Regions from separate parts of the Mus musculus genome. Here regions 1, 2, 4 and 5 are each linked to region 3. Evidence: chromatin contacts called from public HiCAR-type and promoter capture Hi-C data. All regions are on one chromosome and are shown on one strand. Each heading gives the region's core, a stretch centred on a gene start, on an enhancer-like site or on the middle of the called end of the contact. The rest is flanking DNA. Distances are from core to core; before and after follow the strand shown.

Evidence for each region. Promoter capture Hi-C pulls out the DNA fragments that hold promoters and counts their contacts. HiCAR-type assays count read pairs that join an accessible place to other places. Capture Hi-C pulls out chosen DNA fragments and counts their contacts.
Region 1: a contact with region 3 is called in a HiCAR-type map of astrocytes, with 2.4 times the contacts expected there. The contact joins the promoter of Pla2g7 here to the promoter of Enpp5 in region 3.
Region 2: a contact with region 3 is called in a promoter capture Hi-C map of stem cell-derived epiblast-like cells, with 2.0 times the contacts expected there. The contact joins the promoter of 1700071M16Rik here to the promoter of Enpp5 in region 3. A contact is called at or near these places in 2 of 39 promoter capture datasets (pre-B cells and stem cell-derived epiblast-like cells).
Region 4: a promoter capture Hi-C map of pancreatic islet shows a contact between it and region 3. The contact joins the promoter of Rcan2 here to the promoter of Enpp5 in region 3. A contact is called at or near these places in 5 of 39 promoter capture datasets (the 3T3-L1 cell line, the HPC-7 cell line, cranial neural crest and 2 more), 3 of 484 Hi-C or Micro-C datasets (cardiomyocytes, muscle stem cells and uterus), 2 of 115 datasets of contacts at active chromatin or transcription factors (pancreatic cancer cells and stem cell-derived neural progenitor cells) and 2 of 9 other capture datasets (macrophages and pancreatic islet).
Region 5: a contact with region 3 is called in a promoter capture Hi-C map of embryonic stem cells, with 2.5 times the contacts expected there. The contact joins the enhancer-like site here to the promoter of Enpp5 in region 3. A contact is called at or near these places in 10 of 39 promoter capture datasets (the C10 cell line, the HPC-7 cell line, HPC-7-derived erythroid cells and 6 more), 1 of 15 datasets of contacts at CTCF or cohesin (the NIH/3T3 cell line), 1 of 484 Hi-C or Micro-C datasets (embryonic stem cells) and 4 of 115 datasets of contacts at active chromatin or transcription factors (astrocytes, embryonic stem cells, large pre-B cells and 1 more).

Annotation. Positions count from the first base shown.
Region 1 is chr17:43,566,223-43,570,450 of GRCm38.p6, forward strand. Pla2g7 (phospholipase A2, group VII (platelet-activating factor acetylhydrolase, plasma)) reads left to right here and starts at 2,229. Exons shown (of 12, transcript NM_013737.5): 1 at 2,229-2,564.
Region 2 is chr17:43,589,073-43,593,156 of GRCm38.p6, forward strand. 1700071M16Rik (RIKEN cDNA 1700071M16 gene) reads right to left here and starts at 2,437. Exons shown (of 4, transcript NR_045445.1): 1 at 2,350-2,437; 2 at 701-805; 3 at 325-477. The region is part of intron 2 of Pla2g7 (phospholipase A2, group VII (platelet-activating factor acetylhydrolase, plasma)); the gene reads left to right.
Region 3 is chr17:44,077,390-44,081,333 of GRCm38.p6, forward strand. It overlaps Enpp5 (ectonucleotide pyrophosphatase/phosphodiesterase 5), which reads left to right and starts at 1,413. Exons shown (of 4, transcript NM_032003.3): 1 at 1,413-1,593; 2 at 3,258-3,944. The coding sequence starts at 3,293.
Region 4 is chr17:43,800,572-43,804,339 of GRCm38.p6, forward strand. Rcan2 (regulator of calcineurin 2) reads left to right here and starts at 1,280. Exons shown (of 5, transcript NM_207649.1): 1 at 1,280-1,525.
Region 5 is chr17:43,717,289-43,721,059 of GRCm38.p6, forward strand. All of the region lies in intron 7 of Cyp39a1 (cytochrome P450, family 39, subfamily a, polypeptide 1), which reads left to right. Among named protein-coding and RNA genes, the nearest start is that of Gm25783, 21 kb to the left of the region's middle. Within about 2 kb of position 2,308, at least 15 of the 459 cell types and tissues checked have an H3K27ac peak or open chromatin away from gene starts, as enhancers often do. A contact at or near this core is called in astrocytes and embryonic stem cells, where this site is marked.

The DNA of each region.
Region 1 (4,228 bases), core at 979-3,478, 510 kb before region 3:
ACTCATAACAAGGTTGCCGTAGGTGGTCATATAACCTTTTGAAACATAGGTAGGATTGCAAGATGGCTACAGACAACTTTTTGAAACAAAGGCATGGTTCATTGCTGGAGCAGGCATTACGGAACCATCTGTAGTTAAAGTTACGCTAGACCTGATGGGGGTGGGTTGGGGTGGAGAGCATTTCCACAATGCTCTGATTAAGCAAACTTTATTTAGACTGGCCAGTCAGTTGCCTCTCCCAAAATCGGAATTTCAGAGAGCAGATCCTTATCAGCTTTTGAGACCGCTATTATGGGGATAATTAGCTATTAGTGCCTAGACGAAGAGCAGCGGACTCAGGGCTCAAGGGTTTCTGTGGGGTAAAGTGTGATAAAAAACAGGTGGCAGGATATTGGGCTGCAAAAAAGAAGGCAATAAAAAGAAGTGGAAGAATAAATCATGTGAAAGAAGAGTCATCAGAGTATCTGGGAAGGCATATTTTCATAAGGCAAGAGGGCAGTCATAAACCAGGCGTGGTGACACACACTTTTAATCCCAGCACTCGGGAGGCAGAGGCAGGAGGATTTCTGAGTTTGAGGCCAGCCTGGTCTACAGAATAAGTTCCAGGACAGCCAGGGCTACACAGAGAAACCCTGTCTCGAAAAACCAAAACCAAAAGAAACAAACAAACAAAACCCAAAGAAGGCAGTCATAGTCACAGGTTCGGGAGTTTAGCAAGGCAAAAGAATGAACAAACATCATGGGATTGCAAGTTCAATGTAGACAGAAAAACATGGTTTGCAAGATACACTGGTCCTAGGGAACAGACACTTCTTGTAGGGAATGGAGACTTAATAACAATGTATAACAATGTGGCTCCTGTTTCCTTTTCACTGTTCCCGGTGGGGCACAGCCCAGTCTTTGAGAAGCAGAGGTTTAATCATAAACAGGAATGATCCTGGATTGTCTTTACTAAAATGGAGGCTGGCTGGTTCTTTAAGACCTCATGTGTACTAGGCAAGTGCCCTACCACTGATCAGTATTTTCAGGCCTCTATAAATATCCTATATTTACTTCTCAGTTATTGTGTTCGTCCGAAGAGGCTCTAGTAGACCTGAACATGGCAAACCTAGCTTTGTTAGGCCAGAGCCCTTCTCCTCTATCCCCTCTGCCTTGCTAAACTGTTAGATTACATTTCTAAAGCTAGACACCAAGGTCTCCTTCTTACTCTCCCTTGATCCTGCAGAAAATTATTGTTTTAAACTCATAAAGACTAAGTGAGAACTTAACCTAATCCAAAATAATCAAAAGTATAATACTGTAATACAACAGATAAATTTCAACCTAATTTCCCTAAAGTTTCTAAACAGCTTTAGATGAATGATCGGAAGATGGGTTTGAGGAGAAAACCTTTTTGCCGGGGAGATACAACACACATGTTAATGCACCCCAGAAAGGGAACCCAGACTGATCCATAGAACAATTTCCCCAGTGTCTAGCTTGGTGAACCAGTGAGTTCGTCAGGATTGGGGTTCCTAACAGAAGTATGGATGAAGGGGTACTCATAGGAGCAACTGCGTCACTCCCACACAGCACCACAGCTCCGTGGGTGCGAGCGATGACTCATTAAAGCCGCAATCCTGGAGCTCTCTGCACTTTTGTATACATCCTGGCAATCCAAATCTCTCCTTTGTTCTTCAGTCCTTAGAATCTCCAACCCCCCACCCCGCCCCCACCCCCGCCCCGCCCCCCGTTGTTTACACTTTTTATACCGCTGAGAAAGAGCCCTCAAGAATCTTCCAAATTTCTGCTCCTATAGAGAACCTTTCACATCTCCACCTCCACCCCCACGCCCTTGGAGAGGATGTTTGTATTTGCATGGAAATGTTTTTACAGCAATCATTAATAGCCTAGTCAGACTGAGCTATGAGACGGACTCTTCAATCACTCTGTTCCTCATAATCGCAAAGTAAGAAAGCTGGGTAGGGGCAGGCCTTCTAGTCTGGAACGTAATCTCCTCAAGAGGTGAAGCGGGATTCTGGGTACAAAGTAGCAAAATACGAGCTGCGCGGAACCTTTTAGATTCTCGACTAGTGTTCAGTGATTCCGTGAACTTTGCGGATATGGAGAACAGAACGGGGCTAGAAAGATAGGCTTGGGGATGGGCACAGCTCGTCGCGAGCCTGATGAGAATCGGGTGTCAGACTAGGAAACTAAGAGCCCATCATCACCCTCCCCGCCCCCCAGGCACAGTCAGGATCCACGCATGGGCGCTCGAAGAGGTCCAAGTGGTGGCTGTCCCTGGAGCTAGTGTTGTGTGAGCCTGAGTCGCAGCAGCTTGGAGCTGTCAGGAGGCTGGGCCACACGCTCCTCCCCTGTCCCTCTTGCACAGCAACCGGAGGAGGGGAGGGTCGAGCCTAAAGGTAGATTTTACGAGGAGGCTGTATGCTCAACCCACCTCTGAGTTATTCTATCCCCGGGGGTAAAAAGACTGTCTGGAAGCCTGCCGTGCTAGGATCTGACTCGCTCTGGTGGCATTGCTGCGCTCAGGGTTCTGGGTATCCGGGAGTCAGTGCAGTGACCAGGTAAGAAGCCCAAGGGCAGGGAAGGGCTTGTGATGGTGTCAGTGGGCTACTGCGGGGACGTGGGAGCGTGGTCCTCAAGGTGGGTGGGCTGGAACCACAACGTTCAAGTGTTTGGCTCAGGACTCACCTCGGAGCTCCCCAGAAACTGGCTCCAGAATTGTTGCGTGGAGGGGAGGGGTTGCTTCTGAGAAAGCCACCCTAAGAATTCAGAATTGAGGGGGCGGAAGCTGAACCCAGTGCAGCAGGGAAATGTGGTGTTCTTAGATCTCATCCTGGGACGTCCTTACAAGGAATATCCCAGATCTTCCCAGGTCTAAGAAGTTTGAAAACTGAATTATAAAAATAAAGCAATGCTGCTCTTTCTTGGGGCATCCGGCTGCTGGCCAGATGAAATGACCTTTAAGGCTGGATTTTTACAAAGCAAAGTAAGCTAAATAAATTAATTAATTAAAATTAAAATTAAAAAAAAATAAAAAAAGAACATGGTCCTCGATTGGGGCTTCCATTCTATCCCATGGGAATCACTTCAGGGTCGTGGGAAGGAAAAGAGGAAGGAAGGAAGGAAGGAAGGAAGGAAGGAAGGAAGGAAGGAAGGAAGGAAGGGAGGGAGGGAGGGAGGCAGGCAGGCTCTTACTCGCATGGTGTTGTCACCTCTAAAAGGCACGCAATCTGATTTGGGTGGATTACATTTGACCCAAATAAGATTGCTGAGTTGGGAGGCGCGCGCGTGTGTGTGTGTGTGTGTGTGTGTGTGTGTGTGTGTGTGTGTGTTCCCTGAAGCAAGAGGGCTGGTAAGCAAATTTTGAAGTCACATTGACCTGGGTCAAAACAAAGAGAAGGTCTGGAGGGTACTGGAGAACTGTCAGCACCCAGGCAGGTTTTTCTTACTGAAGGGACCCTAGTAACCTTATAGAAGAGATGGCTTACTGATGGAGAGTCCTGAGAATGGCAGCTTCATCTCCTTGCCATGGGGAGTTGGAGTTGTTTCCCTTCCTCAGGCATTTGTACACAGAACCTGTCCCTCACTGATACCATCCTTGTACTGATATCATGGGTTGGCATTCCAGGCTGGCGCTGACCCCAGTCACCCTGAAGCTGAAGGCTCAACATTCTGAGCCTCTGAGAGCTTCCGAGGAGGGACTTTAAAGAGCCTCAGGTACTCACTAAGCAATTGAGGATTCCCCTGTGAGGTGTGAAGGGCTGGTCCAGGATTCCCTCACAGCCAGGGAGTGTCTGCTCATGAGTCATAAAGAACACCTAGGGAATCTAACTAACCGCCCCTCCCCCACTCTGTTTGTAAACAAACAACTCAGCATCTCTTTGAGATGGCCTCAGCATACTGCCTTAAGCAAAGGGCCAGTGGGGTACTTAGAATGGGGGTCCTTGGGAAGGACTCCTTCAAGGGGGACCTTCCTGTTCTTATTTCTTTGTTCTTCTGAGGAATTTGCTGTACAGCTGAGAAGGACCTTGGGCTGCCTTTATCTCCTGGATTGTGGGATCCCAGGTCTGAGGCACTCACCCTAGCTGCTCTATGAGGAACCAGGGATGAACCCTGCAGTGCTAGCCAACAGCCTACAAACTAAGGTTACAGAGGGCTGTGAGCTGTCCTGTGGGTGCTGGGAATTGAACCTAAGTCCTCTAGACGAGTATCCAGTGCTCTTAAT
Region 2 (4,084 bases), core at 1,187-3,686, 490 kb before region 3:
TACAACACCCACACGCACAAGCACACACACTCACACACATGCTCACTCACTCGCATGCACATACACACAGGAGCATATATATTCAGGGAATCTTTGTTCTAGGGTAGGGAGGAGTTTCACTCTTCAATCTTTACAACTCCAAAAGAGGAATGTGTGTGTGTGTGTGTGTGTGTTTTTTCTTCAATAGCAAGTCTGCAGCATGGGCATTGTAACACATGTCCTGTCAGCTTGCTGTGACCATGGAAAAATGCCTTCAACACCTCCTTCTCTTCCCCTCCTTCATGACCCTAGTTTAACTCCTGCCAGGTACGGGAGCATACTTGCCTTGGAGTTTACAAGGCAGCTTCATCGCTGTTCCATGAAGGTAGGATTGGTCTTGTGTCTTGACAAGCAAAGCTGGTCCTGCGGAGGTGAAGAGGCTTGCAAGAAGATGACAGTCTGGACTCTAGAGGTCCAAAGGGACATGGCCCTTTCTGCCTGAGAATGAGAAGAAGCAGAGGCACGTAGATGCCTGGACCTTCTCCAGAAGATAATGGCCACGGCTACTTTCTCTCTTCAGTTGTGTTAAGGAGAAGAGATAAGGGGATGATGATTTAGACAATACGAGGATGAGTAGCCAGTGTTCGGGAGGGACATCTCATGCCACCAAGAAGGGCCTATGTTGCAAGGACATTCCTTCTGGAGCATTGTGAATACCTACCTGTTCATCTTAAAGAGCGGTGACGCACATGGGTCTCAGTCTGTGTCCTTTGGAGAGCACAGCAGGTAACTTGAGGATGATCTCACACTGTCTATACCCACAGATCTGCACACGAGGATAGATGTACTCACTCCAGATACTTGCTGGGTTTGTTGAGTAACTCTTTACCACAGCATCTCCAAAAGGGCTTGCGTAACTCATCATCACTAGCATAACCTTTGCCCTACTTGATATTTGAGGAAATGGACTAATCAATAGGAAAGGGCTGGGCCTTATGTTGATATTTACACAGGTAATTGAAGAATATTTCAGAGGTCCATTCATCCCTCAATACTTCCCAGGAAGGGAAAGCGCCATGGATACGGTGGTGACTGAGGTGCTGGACCTTGTCATCAGAGAACCTGTGACCTACTTGAAATGAAGAAGTTCATCTTTCTAAACTGTATCATCAGGGGTTGGAAACAGGTCACACAATGGGTCCATTATCTTCCAGGGTACATTTTATATTATTGACTCTTATTGGTGCAGGGTGAAAATTTAAAGACGTGGTTTTTTACCCTCTGATTTTTAAACATCACTGGGTTGTTTAAACATGCCCTTGGTCTTGTGTTAACCCTATGCTATACTCAGTCTAGCTGTTCAGAAGTGGCTACGTGAATATTTTAAAAGTTATAATTAATACTTCAAAACAATAGATAATTGTTCTTTATAATCTATTAAATGAATAATAGAAAAATATAGCTATTTGGGGTATAACTTATTTAATTAGTGAGTGTGTGGGTTTGTGTTATAAGTGCATATGTATATGTGAGTGTCCACGCTTGTATACACAGGTGGAAGGCAGAGAAAAGTGTCCACTGTCCTGTTCTATTACTTTCTACCGTATTCCCCTGAGACAAGGTCTCTCATTGAACTTGAAATTAGGCTGACAGCCAGCAAGCCTGAGAAGCCCTTCTGTCTACACATGAAAGGACCCGGGGTTTCATCTCTGTGCAGCCATGCCTAAGATTTTATGTGATGCAGCAGATTTAAACTCAGCTCTCCATGTTCATGCAGCAAGCGCTCTCCCCATACCCTTCTTTCGGTTGTCTGAGACAATCTCATGTAGCCCTGGCTGACCTCTAACTCACAATGTAGCAAAGGGTGGCCTTGAATTATTTATCCTGTTGTCTCCTATTCACTAGCACTGGTATTAAAGGCATGTGCTGCTGGGCCTTAAAAGGCTTACAAATATGAGATACTTCGCATGCTGAGGAAGGACTGTAAAAGTACTTTAAAAAGAATGTGTTTTTCTTCTAGAATGTATACATCTCAAGACTCGGGAATATTTGACACTCAGAGACACACGTGTGCTTTTAACACAAACCCGCACACTCACAAATTAAATAAATTGTAACCTGAATTGCTATATTTCCTAGATATACCAAGTAGCGTCCTACAGGGTTCAAAGTTCCCATTCACATAAAGTTGAAGAGGATTAAGAAAAGATGAACTCTGAGCCACAAACTATAGCACAGACCAAGCTATAGTTGGTCTGATCCGCCTCTTTTTCCTTATGATGATTTCAGATAGATGGATAGATGGAGATGCAGATTCGTGTGATGTGCAAATTGCAAGATGCTCCTCCTTTTCTGTACCCAGAGTGGTACCTGTGACTCCTAAATTCCAGGTGAACAGGTTCCTAAAGTAGAGAAGTTGGAGAGCCACAGGTTATTAGAAGAGGTTCCCTTGGTTTCTGTGGAATTACGATCTCATAGGAGGGGAGATCCACTTGCGGATGTTCTGGAACTCTGCTGATAGGTTAGGGTCTCCAAGGTAGCTAAGAGGTCTCTGGGGTTCCAACCTGAGCTGTGAGAGCCAAAGTTCTCCCCCTGGTCTAGCTCTGACCTTGCTGCCTATGTGTGGGGACACAGCTGCTCACTGGCTGCCAACTACAGAAGGAAAGACAGAAGGTGGTGTCTACCCTGCTACTCTCTAGACATGTCACCTCCCAGTTACACCAAGGCTGACTCCACAGATAATCTGAAACGAGAGCAGAACCTTCTGTAATTAAAAAAAAAAAAAATCCACACCTTTGAGGAAGTGCTGTGAAATTTGAATTGTCCCTGGAGAAGTGTGGAAGTTGTTGTGTAGATCTGCTAAATCCTTCAAAGGACTTGACAGCCCCTGGGAAGCAAGACTTCACCAGCTCTGGAGAAGGAAGGAAGTCATGGCAGTTGACTGCCAGTTACCTACTCCAGTTGGTGTTAAGCACACAATGAATACCCTCACTTCATCCATCTTTACCCACACAGCTGCTCTGCAGGCTGGTTAAGGGCTTTAATGGCCCACTTCACCAGTGGGCACCAGAGAGAAGAGTTAAACTGCTTAGGCCATACCACCATAGGTTGGTATCTGAAACAGAATCACCTGGATCCAATACCGGGCTCCACTCTGCTTCACCTTCTGTCTTTCATCAAACTGCCCCCTCTCACTGCTTTACCAATGTGGCAGGCCAAGAGATATGGGCTGTGCCACAGCATTTCTTCATCTTGAATCAGCCTACTTTGAATCTTTTTGATTGTCGAATTCGAACCAGGAGTCTGCATTTCCAAATCCCTAGGTGACAGCCATGCTGCTGGCCCACAAGGATCATCTTTGTGTAGGAGGCCTTAGGTACTGAAAGAGTCTGTCGCGGGCTGGAACCTCACATATGTATGAGTCATCAGTGGAGGATGTGAATAAGAATGTTGCCAAGACTCAAACCCTTGCTGAGCAGTGATGCATGATAATGATGCTGGTGCCACACCTTACATAGTTCTGGGAGCTTGGCAAAACCTGTGCTGCAGAGTAATGGGCTCCCACGGTTCAGTCAAGTGGACGTCGGAGGCCCAGCTCAGTGTATCAGGAAAAGTAGGAATCTGGATTTATTGTTATTTGAGCCTAACATCTAAACGTAAGTGATGGCTTGCCTGAGCTCTAGAAAGGAGGGCCGTTGCAGAGATATGGAAGGGTTTGGGCTTCAAACGGGAGTGGACAGGTCAAAGAACACATGCGTGGGTTTGAATGAAGGACAAAGGAGGTTGGTGGTGTTTCAGCTTAGCTCCCCTCCTTCCCACAAAACGATCTGAGCCTGGTGTGTCAAAGGCTGTGTTTACACGAGGAGGGCCAGCGCCTGAACAGTAGCTGTCATCATTCTCGCCATTGTGAAATAGTCCACACATACGGAATTCCTGATTCTGAAGAAGAAATGATTATGTCTGTGTTGTAGGATTTTCCCTATCCAATTACATTAGGGCAGCAGAAGGCCTGTAATTGGACAGGGAAAAGGGAGGCAGCGCCAAGAGTGGCAGAGACAGAGAACGTAGCAGATGGGAGCGGGGAGGAGAATGGAGGCAGACATGA
Region 3 (3,944 bases), core at 163-2,662:
AAACAATCCCAACTTCCATAAAAAGTTTGCAGAGCATGGCAGCCTGTCACGTGAGCAGAGCCTCCAATTCTCAATGACCCACATAGAAACAGGCCCATTCTCACCCCTGATTTTTTTTTCTTCCAGGTTTTCTTTCTTTGGAGTGAACAAGGAATTGGCTTCTTAGGCTGGGAGATAAGGACTTACTAGACTGAACCACCTCCTTCCAACTTTGAGCAGTTTCAAAGGTCAGGACTTGGGGCTTCGGAACAAGTTGTGCAGCTTCATGGTTTTGGGTCTGGCTACACGCAGAAACAACCTCCCTTTCCGCCTCCTTCCCACGTGTTGAAAATGATAAAAATCCCCATGGCAGAGTGCCCAAATGCCCTTCAGGGCAGTGCCGCCCAATTTAGCAAGTGCCCATGGCTAGAGTTGAGACTGTCCCCTCATTAGAAATACACCAAAGGCTAAGACCAAAGGGCTCAATTCCTTTACAGAACGTGGCTACAAACATCACAGCCCCAGCACACAGAACAGAAGACATTTGTTACAGACAGGCACCAAGGCCACAGCTGTGGATGCTTGTAGCCTTACCAGCTGATTAAATGTTGAAACTTCAGTTGTGACAATCAAGCAGATAATACTGCCTATTGCAGACAGATTTGGTTAGCTGAAGCTTTCAGGTGCTACTGCTTGGAGGATAGGAGTGGGGAGTGCCTGCGTGGCCAACTTATAATAAGATGCAAACACTTGGAAGTCACACATTGGGCTTCAGAACAGACTAGATTCCCAAAGCCTTCCATAGAGGAAATACTTGACACCAGCTATTCATGAACAAAAGATTCATGAGGGCTAAGGATATTCTTCAGTTGAGAGAGTGCTCAGCTGGCATCCAGGAAAACCTGGGTTTAATTCCCAGCACCTCATAAAACCTGGCATGGTGATACATGCCTGTAATCCCCAGAATTTAGGAAGTTGGAGCAGGAAGGTACTAGGACTGAGGTAATGCTGGGCTACAAACTGAGTTCCACACTATGGTGAGCTAAATGAGACCCTGTTTCGAATTATTAACACCATCTCATGGCAAGCTTGGATATTCTGATGTCCCTCCTTCAATTAAAGCTTACTGAGTGACGTCATCAGTTTATGATAAAGGAAGAAGAAAACTCAGAAGAGATGGTAGAATAAAATTAGCTTATAATGAACATGAGTTTCAGATCTCCAACCACTGGGATAGCACACTAAAGTCCCTCAATATCACGGACACAACAGGCCTACCAGGGCAGTTCTGAGTGACAAGAGCCCCCAGCCACCCATCCCTATCCCCAAACCTGGCCACCAAGTCCCCCTCCTTCAAACCCACGCAGCGCCCGCCCCCCTGCTTCCGCTAATTGACAGGCAGCACAGCTACTCCTAGGAGCGGATTTTTCACCCTGGTAACAGTGACAAGCTGGCGGGAGCCAATGGCGTTCCAGCAGCGGGGCGGGCTGCAGCGACGAGTCAGGTGCTCTGCGCTGAGGCTGCGTGCAGGTGAGCGAACAGGATCCTACAGTGCCCCTTGTTTCTGCCTCCTCTTGGTCCCAAACGTTCCAGGACAGATCTGTCTCAGCGCGGGTGAGTCCCCGGAGAAGGGTGGCCTGCCTCCAGAGGCCCACACTGGGGCTGTCACCGGCCAGCGGGGCGGGGAGGCCTAGCAACCCCGTAGAGAAGAGGCGACGCACCCACCCACCCTGGCAAACACCCTGACATAAGCCCACTCCTCTGCTCTTTGATTGGTGCGCCTGTTTGCTTAGGTTGGGGCGGGGTGGGGGTGGGGGAGGCTGGAGAGAGGAAGGACTGGAAAGGCCAGGGCGATTTCAATCGAGATCTAGAGAGTTTCAGGGCTCCGTGCTGTTTCTGCGTGGAGAAATGAGAGATTTGTCCTTTTTTCCTCATCCCCACCCCCACCTGCGTTGTGGCACCCATGTAATTATGTTGCTTCTTATTATCGAACATCCCCGAGCTTTAGACAGAGCCTCATACTTCGCTTCAGTTTGCCCCAAGAAAACAGTTGTCTTCTATTTACCTCAATTAACTAAAATAGATGGGAAAAAAATCATATGTTCCGTGCAACTGATTCTTTCTTGGCATTAAATTGTATTTGGTTGATAATAATTTCCTTCGTGTTAGTGAGATGGGAGAGAAAATTGGGGGAAAGAAAAGAAAAGAGGGAAGAAACAGGGATCAGTCATTTGCAGTTTCCTGCATACATTTAATTCCCCGTCATGGCCATTATTAATGTTGCTCCCAGAATGAGTGGCATTCAAGATACAATAGTAAATTTAAGTTTGGAATCAGTCATTGTCTTGAGACCAATGTCCAAAACAGTTTCTAGTCTGGATGAAACCACAGTTTAAAAAAGCAAATCTAACCTTAAGCTCATATGCATCCTTTGCATACAGCTTATGGTTCTGAAAACAAAGCCAGCCTGCCTCATAGGTTACATCTGCCCATTCCTAGACCATAGCAAGGCAAGTCAGAGCCACATGCACACATTCCACACATGTACACATATCACACACATCACACATGCACACATATCACACACATCACACATGCACACACATCACACATGCACACACAATCACACATGCACACATCCCACACATACACATATCACACATACACACACACATCACACATGCACACATACCATACATACACATACCACACATACCACACATGCACACACATCACACATACCATACATACACATATACCACACATACACACATACCACACATGCACACACATCACACATGCACATATACCACACATGCACACATACCACACATTTATACATACCACACATGCACACACATCACAATGCACACATACCACCTATGCGCACATCGCGCACACACACAGACACACACCATATCTACAAATTTTCAAGCATTCTAAATCATCCTGAATTTGTCTCTGAAAAGTCACATATACAAATCATCTTTTTAAATATTATTGTGGGGTCCATTTGAGTAATTCCTTTGTTTCTTTGAGGAATATCTTTTGATAGAATATAGGAAACTATAAGATTGTTTGTTTGTTTGTTTGTTTGTTTGTAAAGTGGCACTAAAGCGTTTTGGCCCTGGTGTCCTGTGTCAAATGGAGTTCTGTACAGTTTTTTCAGGCTGTGACTTAGGATGTAAATGAGATCACTCATCGCTGTCATTCTCAGTTTGGAAGAAAATGTATTAATCACAGTTGTCAGCATTAATTCCTTTGTGCTTATTCTACAGATTACCTTATGCTGAGCTGATCAAGGTCTTGAAAAATGATTCCAGAGTTTCTCCTTGCGTCTTGCACACTGGCTACTCTATGCCATTCGGCTCCGTTTTCTCTACAGCCAGAAGAGCAGAAAGTTCTGGTAGTTTCTTTTGATGGATTCCGCTGGGATTACTTATATAAAGTTCCAACCCCTCATTTCCATTATATCATGAAAAATGGTGTCCATGTGAACCAAGTCACTAATGTTTTCATCACAAAGACCTACCCTAACCATTACACTTTGGTCACTGGTCTCTTTGCAGAGAATCATGGGATTGTTGCAAATGACATGTTCGACCCTATTCTGAACAAGTCCTTCTCCTTGGAGCACATGGATATTTATGATTCTAAGTTTTGGGAAGAAGCCACACCAATATGGATCACAAACCAGAGGGCAGGGCATGCTAGTGGCGCGGCCATGTGGCCCGGAGCAGATGTGAAGATCCACGATAGTTTCCCGACCTATTATCTACCTTACAATGAGTCTGTTTCCTTTGAAGACAGAGTTGCCAAAATCATTGAGTGGTTTACAGCCAAAGATCCCATCAATCTCGGTTTCCTCTACTGGGAAGAACCCGATGACACGGGCCATGATGTGGGACCTGACAGTCCTCTCATGGGGTCTGTTATTTCTGATGTTGACCACAAGTTAGGGTATC
Region 4 (3,768 bases), core at 30-2,529, 280 kb before region 3:
CAGAGACAGAGAGTCAGAGATAGGCACACACACACAGAGACACACACAGAGGGAGGGAGGGAAGGAGGGAGGGTGGGAGGAAGAGAGAAAGAGAGAGAGAGGGAGAGAGAAGAGAAGAGAAGAGAAGAGAAGAGAAGAGAAGAGAAGAGAACTATTACTTCAATGCAGTTTTAATACTGTTATTAAGAACCAACCAAGTGGATGCAGGAAAAGGTTCAAGTATACAACAGTGAGAAAGGCGACATGACACAAAACTTATTCCTATCTGCCATTCTATCTGCTTTGAGGTTGGTCTCCTCTATCCTTCAGTTTCCACGGTCTCCAAACGCTAATCATTTTGTGTCATTGAGGTACTCTTGCCATGAGATTCAGTCCTGTCCCCGTCTGTGCCACCACAAGTCACAGGCTTCCTTGTTCTTGAGCTGCATAATTTTGCACAGTCTTCAGAATGGGTTCATTTGGTTGAGAAGTAAATCCTCCCTGTATTGTTCCACCTCCGACACGCCCCTTCCCCTTTACCTTGTATAAATACTAGTCTCCCTTTTCCTAGGGACCCAAAGTCTTACACATTAGGAATCCTTGAACACCCAAGTCCTTCTTTCTCTCCCCCAGGTCTGGTGGTTGTGAGTCTTTCCTGGCAAAACTGTGAAACCGGCACAGGGCACCTTCAATGGTGTGGGCAGGGCTCACTCACAGCCCCAGCCAGAGGGCGCCAGCACCCACCAAGCATAGTCGCTCTTGAGCACTCAAGAGTGGCTTCCAGACAGTTCCTTAGTTAGCCAGAGGTCGACCTGTGAGAAAACAACCCCCTAGTTCTACGGACCCACAGTTTCTTCTCTGTCCTTTTATTTTTTAGTATCCTTGTATGCAGATGCTTCGCTCCAAGAGCGATCTCACCCCTCTTTGACCCTCAAAAAAAAAAAAAAAAAGTCCTCAACGGGGGATGGGGGAGATGACCCGGGAGCCTCTTCTTTGGAAAGGCATTGCCTTTGGGGACAGGCTCCTGTGTCAGGTTCCTGCAAAGGGTCCAGCTCGCCTGAGATCGCAAAGGAGGGGTGTGCAGCTGAGCGCCGGGTGGAAGCCCAGGAGGTGGAGGTGGGTGAGGGACCCAGAAGGGCGACTGGTCAGGAGGGAGGCGACCAAAGGAGGCCAGTCAGGGGCTTTGGCTTCCCTGGGGTCTGATTGGAGGTTGGCCCGATGAGTCGGAGCTGGGGGCGCGCCCATCTCCACTGGCTTGGTCGAGAGCCGCCGGCTCGGCCCCTCCCCGGAGCCGCTTTGTCCCGGGTGACGGCGGTGGAGGTTGCGGGAGCACCAGCAGGAGGCACAGCCCGGGTGACCCCACGACCCGGAGAGCGGGAGGCGGCGCTCAGTGCGCACGGCTCCACGCCCAGGCCCGCGGGCTCCGCGCTCGCCCCGGCCGTCAGGTGAACAGGCAGAGCCGCGCCCGCAGCCTGCTGCCCCGAGGACCCCCGAGCCGCTGCCACTGTCACCGCCGCCACAGCGGCGCATCGCAGACGTCCTGCAGGTCGGTTACGTAACGGCGCAGGCCCCATCGACCCTGTCCCCTGTCCCACCAGGGCTGAACACCTGGGTGCCAGGGGACCCGGACAATGGGAATCAAGCATTGCTGGGCTCAGGGGCAGGGCTGGAGAGATCTTCTCTCCTGGCCAGTCCCCAAAGCATCCCCAGAGACAGGTTTCCCATGACCCCCTCTAGGAGGCGCTAGTCTCCAAAAGCCCCCTCCCCATCCTACTGGCCAAGGGTCCACCTTCCCAGGTGCAGCAGCAGGTGTATAGGGACTTGGAGGATCCAGAATAACTCCAGTGTCCCCGGGATTTGGGCTTAGAGGAGTTAGGGGTGTCCAGCAAAGCAGTGAGTAAAGGAAAAAAAATGAGGAGACCCCTGTCTTCCCAAGCTTTACCAAATTTTTTAGGGAGAGGCAAAGGGGCTTTCGGGCACAGCGGGCTGAGAATTGTCCTGCCTGGGCTTAGCCGGCTTGGGTCATCTAAAAATAACTTCAAGTTTGAAAAGTGACATGGACAGGAGCGCGGTGTGCCGGGTTCGTCGTGCCTGTGGGGTGTTTCTCTCCAGAAGTCATCAGAGGGGACAAGGCAGTCTCAGCTACCTGATTCCTCTCGGCTGCCTCTACATCTCGCTGGTTGCCAGGGTGCCTCGATTTGACTTGTGGTTAATGATTTATTCTTCAAGGCCTTGCTGTTTGTCCTTTTTTTTTTTTCTTTTTTCCTTTCTTTCTTATCCCTGATGGATTCAACAAGACTGCATACTTTGGCACGTTTTGTTTCTTATATTGGGATAGAAATGGTCAGTGGAGGGATTATTACACCCACTGCCAACACTGTCTTAAAACCTCATTTTAGCAAAGACAACAATAACAACAAAACCCGTTTCTTGTTTCTCTTTATGTAGTCCTATCATTTCCCACGGATGGAAATAAAAGGATGGTAAAGTATTCTCTAGCCGTGATTTGTGTATAGAGAAACTTTACGAAACATGAAGCATGTTTACAACCCAACTTAACTTCCGAACCTTGCTTGTCCTTGATGATAGAAAATCCAAAATATAGGACAAGGGAGTGTTGTCCACAGAGCAGTTCTTGCTGACCAGGGTATCATGAAGATGGACATTAGGTAGGAAGAGTCAAGAAGCAGGCCAGCATGGGCTGTGGGGCCCAGGAGTGAACACTTGGCAGGTTTTCAGTCCCCACATTGATTTCCCTTTCAGCCTTGTGAAGCTATTACACCACATATGACCGGTCATCAAGCTCAATTAGCCTGCAATGGGGGTTGTGATTGGCTTTCCAATGCACTGGAAATTGAATCAGCCTTTCCTGAGCATCTCTTACTTTGAATGTGGTCCAGAGGATTTGGGGAGAGAGAAGTGTCCTCAACAAAAGTGGCCAGATTGTAAGATCTTAGTAAATGCTTAGAGGTGTGTGCCCTTCCTAACCCACCTAAATCTTGGAGGATGCGGCTCTCTCCAGTGAGGAACATTTAACAGGAGTGGGAACTCGAGAGCTTTCTCATTTGCAAGTACTCATCACACTTGCATAACTGTTTGCCACTTGTCAGATATAGTGCAGGGACTGGCATTCTTTTTTATTCAGCCCAGCTTGGACAGTGGCAGAGGTTGCACACTCTCATTCCTTTAATTCCCTGTGCCAGGGATGAAACAGTTATTTATTAAGCACCTGCTGTGTGCTAAGCAGGCTCTGTGCTAGGAGCTAAAGAAACAAGGTCCTACACTTCCCAGAACTGAATCAGGCAGAAAATAAATGCTGGTGAATCAGCAGAGCGAGCGTTTAGCGCAGAAAGGAGAGAGGTCGGTGGGAGCCAAGAGATAGGAGGGTTGAAGGACTCTAGAAGAGGCTGCCAGAGAGTAAACATTTGGACTGGGTCCTGATGGGCGGTTGGCATTCTCTAGAGAAGGCACTAGGCATTCCATGTAGAAAGGACAGCACATGCACACAGAGGGAAAGTTATGTTCAAGAGCACCTAGTTCTGAGATGACACCCGAGGAGGATATGGTGAGTTGGGGCTTTAAACATATTCTATTGAAAGGGAGAAACCATGCAGTCTCTAATAGGGGAAATGACTTGATATCATTTATATTTTTGCAAAAGTGACTTTGGAGGATGCTAGGGAAGTGGAGCTGTGAAGAGCTAACCCGGGTGTTAGGTCTGATTAAGGCCTCTGTACTACCTTCCAATCATGAACTGTGGGTGAAGTGGGTGCCAGGGGAAACAGAAGC
Region 5 (3,771 bases), core at 1,058-3,557, 360 kb before region 3:
TGAGCAAACCCAATAATAGCTCATTCTCCTCCTGTCCCGTGCACAGGAGTAAACTTTTTCCATGCTAGGTCTTGTATTTTAGATTTTATGGACCATAAAAATCTCTGCTGTGGCCTTCTCTGGCCTGCCGTTGTAGTGGAAAACCAGCCACAGATGAGTGTGGATGTTTTTATTGGAAGGTAAAACTTTATAGAATAAAGCAGTAAGCTGGATCTGACCTGCTGTCATAGTTAATGAGCCACACCCTTAACTGTGGCTTCATGAGAGAGAGAGAGAGACAGAGACAGAGACAGAGACAGAGAGAGACAGAGAGAGAGACAGAGAGAGACAAAGAAACAAAGAGGTAGGTAGTTGGGTATATAGGTAAGATACATAGATAGATAGATAGATAGATAGATAGATAGATAGATAGATAGATAGATAGATACATAGATAGATACATAGATAGATACATAGATAGATACATAGATAGATACATAGATAGATACATAGATAGATAGATAGATAGATAGATAGATAGATAGATAGATAGATAGATAGAGTGGACAGACACATAGACAGACATAGTTAGGTAGATAGGTAGGTAGTAGGTATGTAGGCAGGTGGGTGGGTAGGTACATAAACTCAGCCAGTGGCCTCCTAGGCACCACTGCTTAGAGGCAGCTGACACCTTTGTAGTTATAAAAAATGATAAAATGGTAAGATGGCTTACAGGGTAACTGCTCCAAAGTCTAAAGACCCAAGTATTAAGCCCAGGACCTCAATACAAATTAAAATGAAATTCTAAAATGAGTGAACTTTCTGAATTAAGATTTGTCAGACTCAGAAAAGGCATGGCCTGGTTTTATGGCTCATCCTAGGAACTAAAAGTCCTTTCTTACACATTGATGGCAATCGAAGCGAGGTGAGTGATGTTTGCCGACAACACGTGCACTTGGGATTTCTGCCCTCGACTATAATTTCAATCAAAATTTTCACCCCTTAGGTTTATTTCCCTCTGTTTTTAAAGAGGAGTGGTAATTTTAAAATTAGTATAGTAATAAGAGCAGCTTTCAAACGAGAATATTTAATAAATAAGGTACAAGAGGATCATTTGTCTGTTCACTGATTTACTGTACTGGGAATTGAACCCAGGGCCTTTGACATGTAGGTCAGTGCTCTCCCACTGAGGGATATACACAGTTCCCTTCTTTTTCTTTTATCTGCCACTGTGTTTTGTTTTGTTTTTCCTTAAACTGTGGTCCCCAGAGCAGGAGTGTGGGATAACTGGAGATTTTCCTAGAACTGTCAATTCTTGGGTCCACTTTATACAAAGATTTATCAAATTCTATTTCACTTAAACATTCACTGCCCCACCCCCACCCCCACAATTCTGCCTCAGAATTGTCACTAAATCTTTCCCCTCACATACACACAAGCTAGTGCTTTGTCAAACTGGTCCTCTCTTCCACTGTTTCAAACACCAGTTCATTGGTCCATTCATTTATCCCACCAATAATAATATACAGGATGCTTTCCATGCATAAGGCATTGTGTTAGGTCATAAATATACTAAATAAACGAGATTCAGAAGGAAATGAAATGTTAATGCACTTGGGGAACCCCATGATAAAAATATGAGCTGAATTATTTCCTGCATCTAACCAATGGAGATAGCATGGCATGGCGCTGAGTCAGGAGAGAACTGGGGTAGTTGGGCAAAGGTTCCCTTGGGGGATGCTTTGCCTGTGGCCTGAAGAGTGAGTGGCAGCCAGTTTTTCAAACAGTTGCAAAGGGCAGAGGGAACCATAATGGTGGGTAACATTTGCTGAGTCCTTGCTGTTTGGCAGCTGTGATTCTGGGAGATTTACATTCACGTTTACCACCCTGACAACAACTGTGTCTATCTATAAGGTAGATACAGTCAACGTTACAGTTTTATAGTTTGTAAGGTAGCTGAGTCAGGCGTCGGTAATGCAGCAAAGCTCACAGTGTCTCCAAGATTCCATGTGGAGTGCAATGAGAGGGATAAGTAGACTGCATTTGCCAGATGGAAAAACACTTGCATTAGCTTCCTACACCAGGACATTTTATATTTCTCCTCAGACACCAACTGGACGATGCAGAGCTTAATTCAGTTCTGATACTGTGGGGGAGCCCTGCTAATTAAGGTCGAAGTCTGCCATGACTGGATAGCTTCTCTGAGTTCCGTGCAAAATGGAGGCCCCTTTCCAGCAGGGCTTTCTCTTCTCTGACCTTGTCTGGGGAGCCAAAAACCCCACACCCTCTACTGGGGGAAGGTCAAATAGTCTTTGGTAGACCTACAAGTCCAACTTCCTGTTCCCCTCAGCCCCGCCAAGAAGCTGCCCAGCAACTATGTGGGATTCCTGGCATACCTCTCTGTGCAAATGAGGCATTCCCAGAACTTTAAAACTCTAGCCAATGATTTTCATTTACTCTGAAAACTCAGTCCCATTCTCCAAAACCCATATACACCCATGATTCACCCCAAATAAAGTGCATGTGTACAAACCCACCCCAATAAAGGTATGCGCACAGCTAAGATTGTCTAAGAGAGCTGTTTCATTGAAGATCATTGGAGAAGGCCTTCCTCTACAAGAGATGTAGCACTAAGATCCTTGGAGAAGGACCTCTTTCCCACCCCCACCCCCCAGTCCCCATCCTTCTGAAAATCCCAGCAGTGTCTGGAAACCCTGAGAGGGAGGAAGGAAGCAGAGGACTCAGCAGACTCAGAGCCACAGTTGGTCCCCCACCACACATACCACAAATACTTGCTCCCTAGACTTAGTGCTAACCCTGAAAGTTCAGGGCTCAACCCCACAGTGCCAACCCTGTTTTAACTAACCATCAAAAGTCGTAGGCCCCACACATCATTCATACTCTATCTTAGCTGCAAATTGGGAGTTTCTACAGCCGCCTTCAAGCTTCAGTGATTTGCCCTAATAACTCACAAAAGTTCAGAGAAACACTTGTCTGGCTACATGTCTGCTTTGCCTGTGCCCCACTGACTTCCCCCACCTTCTTTTTTTTTTATTAGGTATTTTCCTCATTTACATTTTCAATGCTATCCCAAAGGTCCCCCATACCCACCCCCACCCCCCAATCCCCTATCCACCCACTCCCCCTTTTTGGCCCTGGCGTTTCCCTGTACTGGGGCATATAAAGTTTGCAAGTCCAATGGGCCTCTCTTTGCAGTGATGGCCGACTAGGCCATCTTTTGATACATATGCAGCTAAAGACAAGAGCTCCCGGGTACTGGTTAGTTCATATTGTTGTTCCACCTATAGGGTTGCAGTTCCCTATAGCTCCTTGGGTAATTTCTCTAGCTCCTCCATTAGGGGCCGTGTGACCCATCCAATAGCTGACTGTGATCATCCACTTCTGTGTTTGCTAGGCCCTGGCATAGTCTCACAAGAGAGAGCTATAACTGGGTCCTTTCAGCGAAATCTTCCTAGTGTATGCAATGGTGTCAGCATTTGGAAGCTGATTATGGGATGGATCCCTGCATATGGCAGTCACTAGATGGTCCATCCTTTCGTCACAGCTTCAAATTTTGTCTCTGTAACTCCTTCTATGGGTGTTTTGTTCCCATTTCTAAGAAAGGGTAAAGTGTCCACACTTTGGTCTTCGTTCTTCTTGAATTTCATGCGTTTGGCAAGTTGTATCTTATATCTTGGGTATCCTAAGTTTCTGGGCTATTATCCACTTATCAGTGAGTACATATTGTGCGAGTTCCTTTGTGATTGGGTTACTTCACTCAGGATGATACCC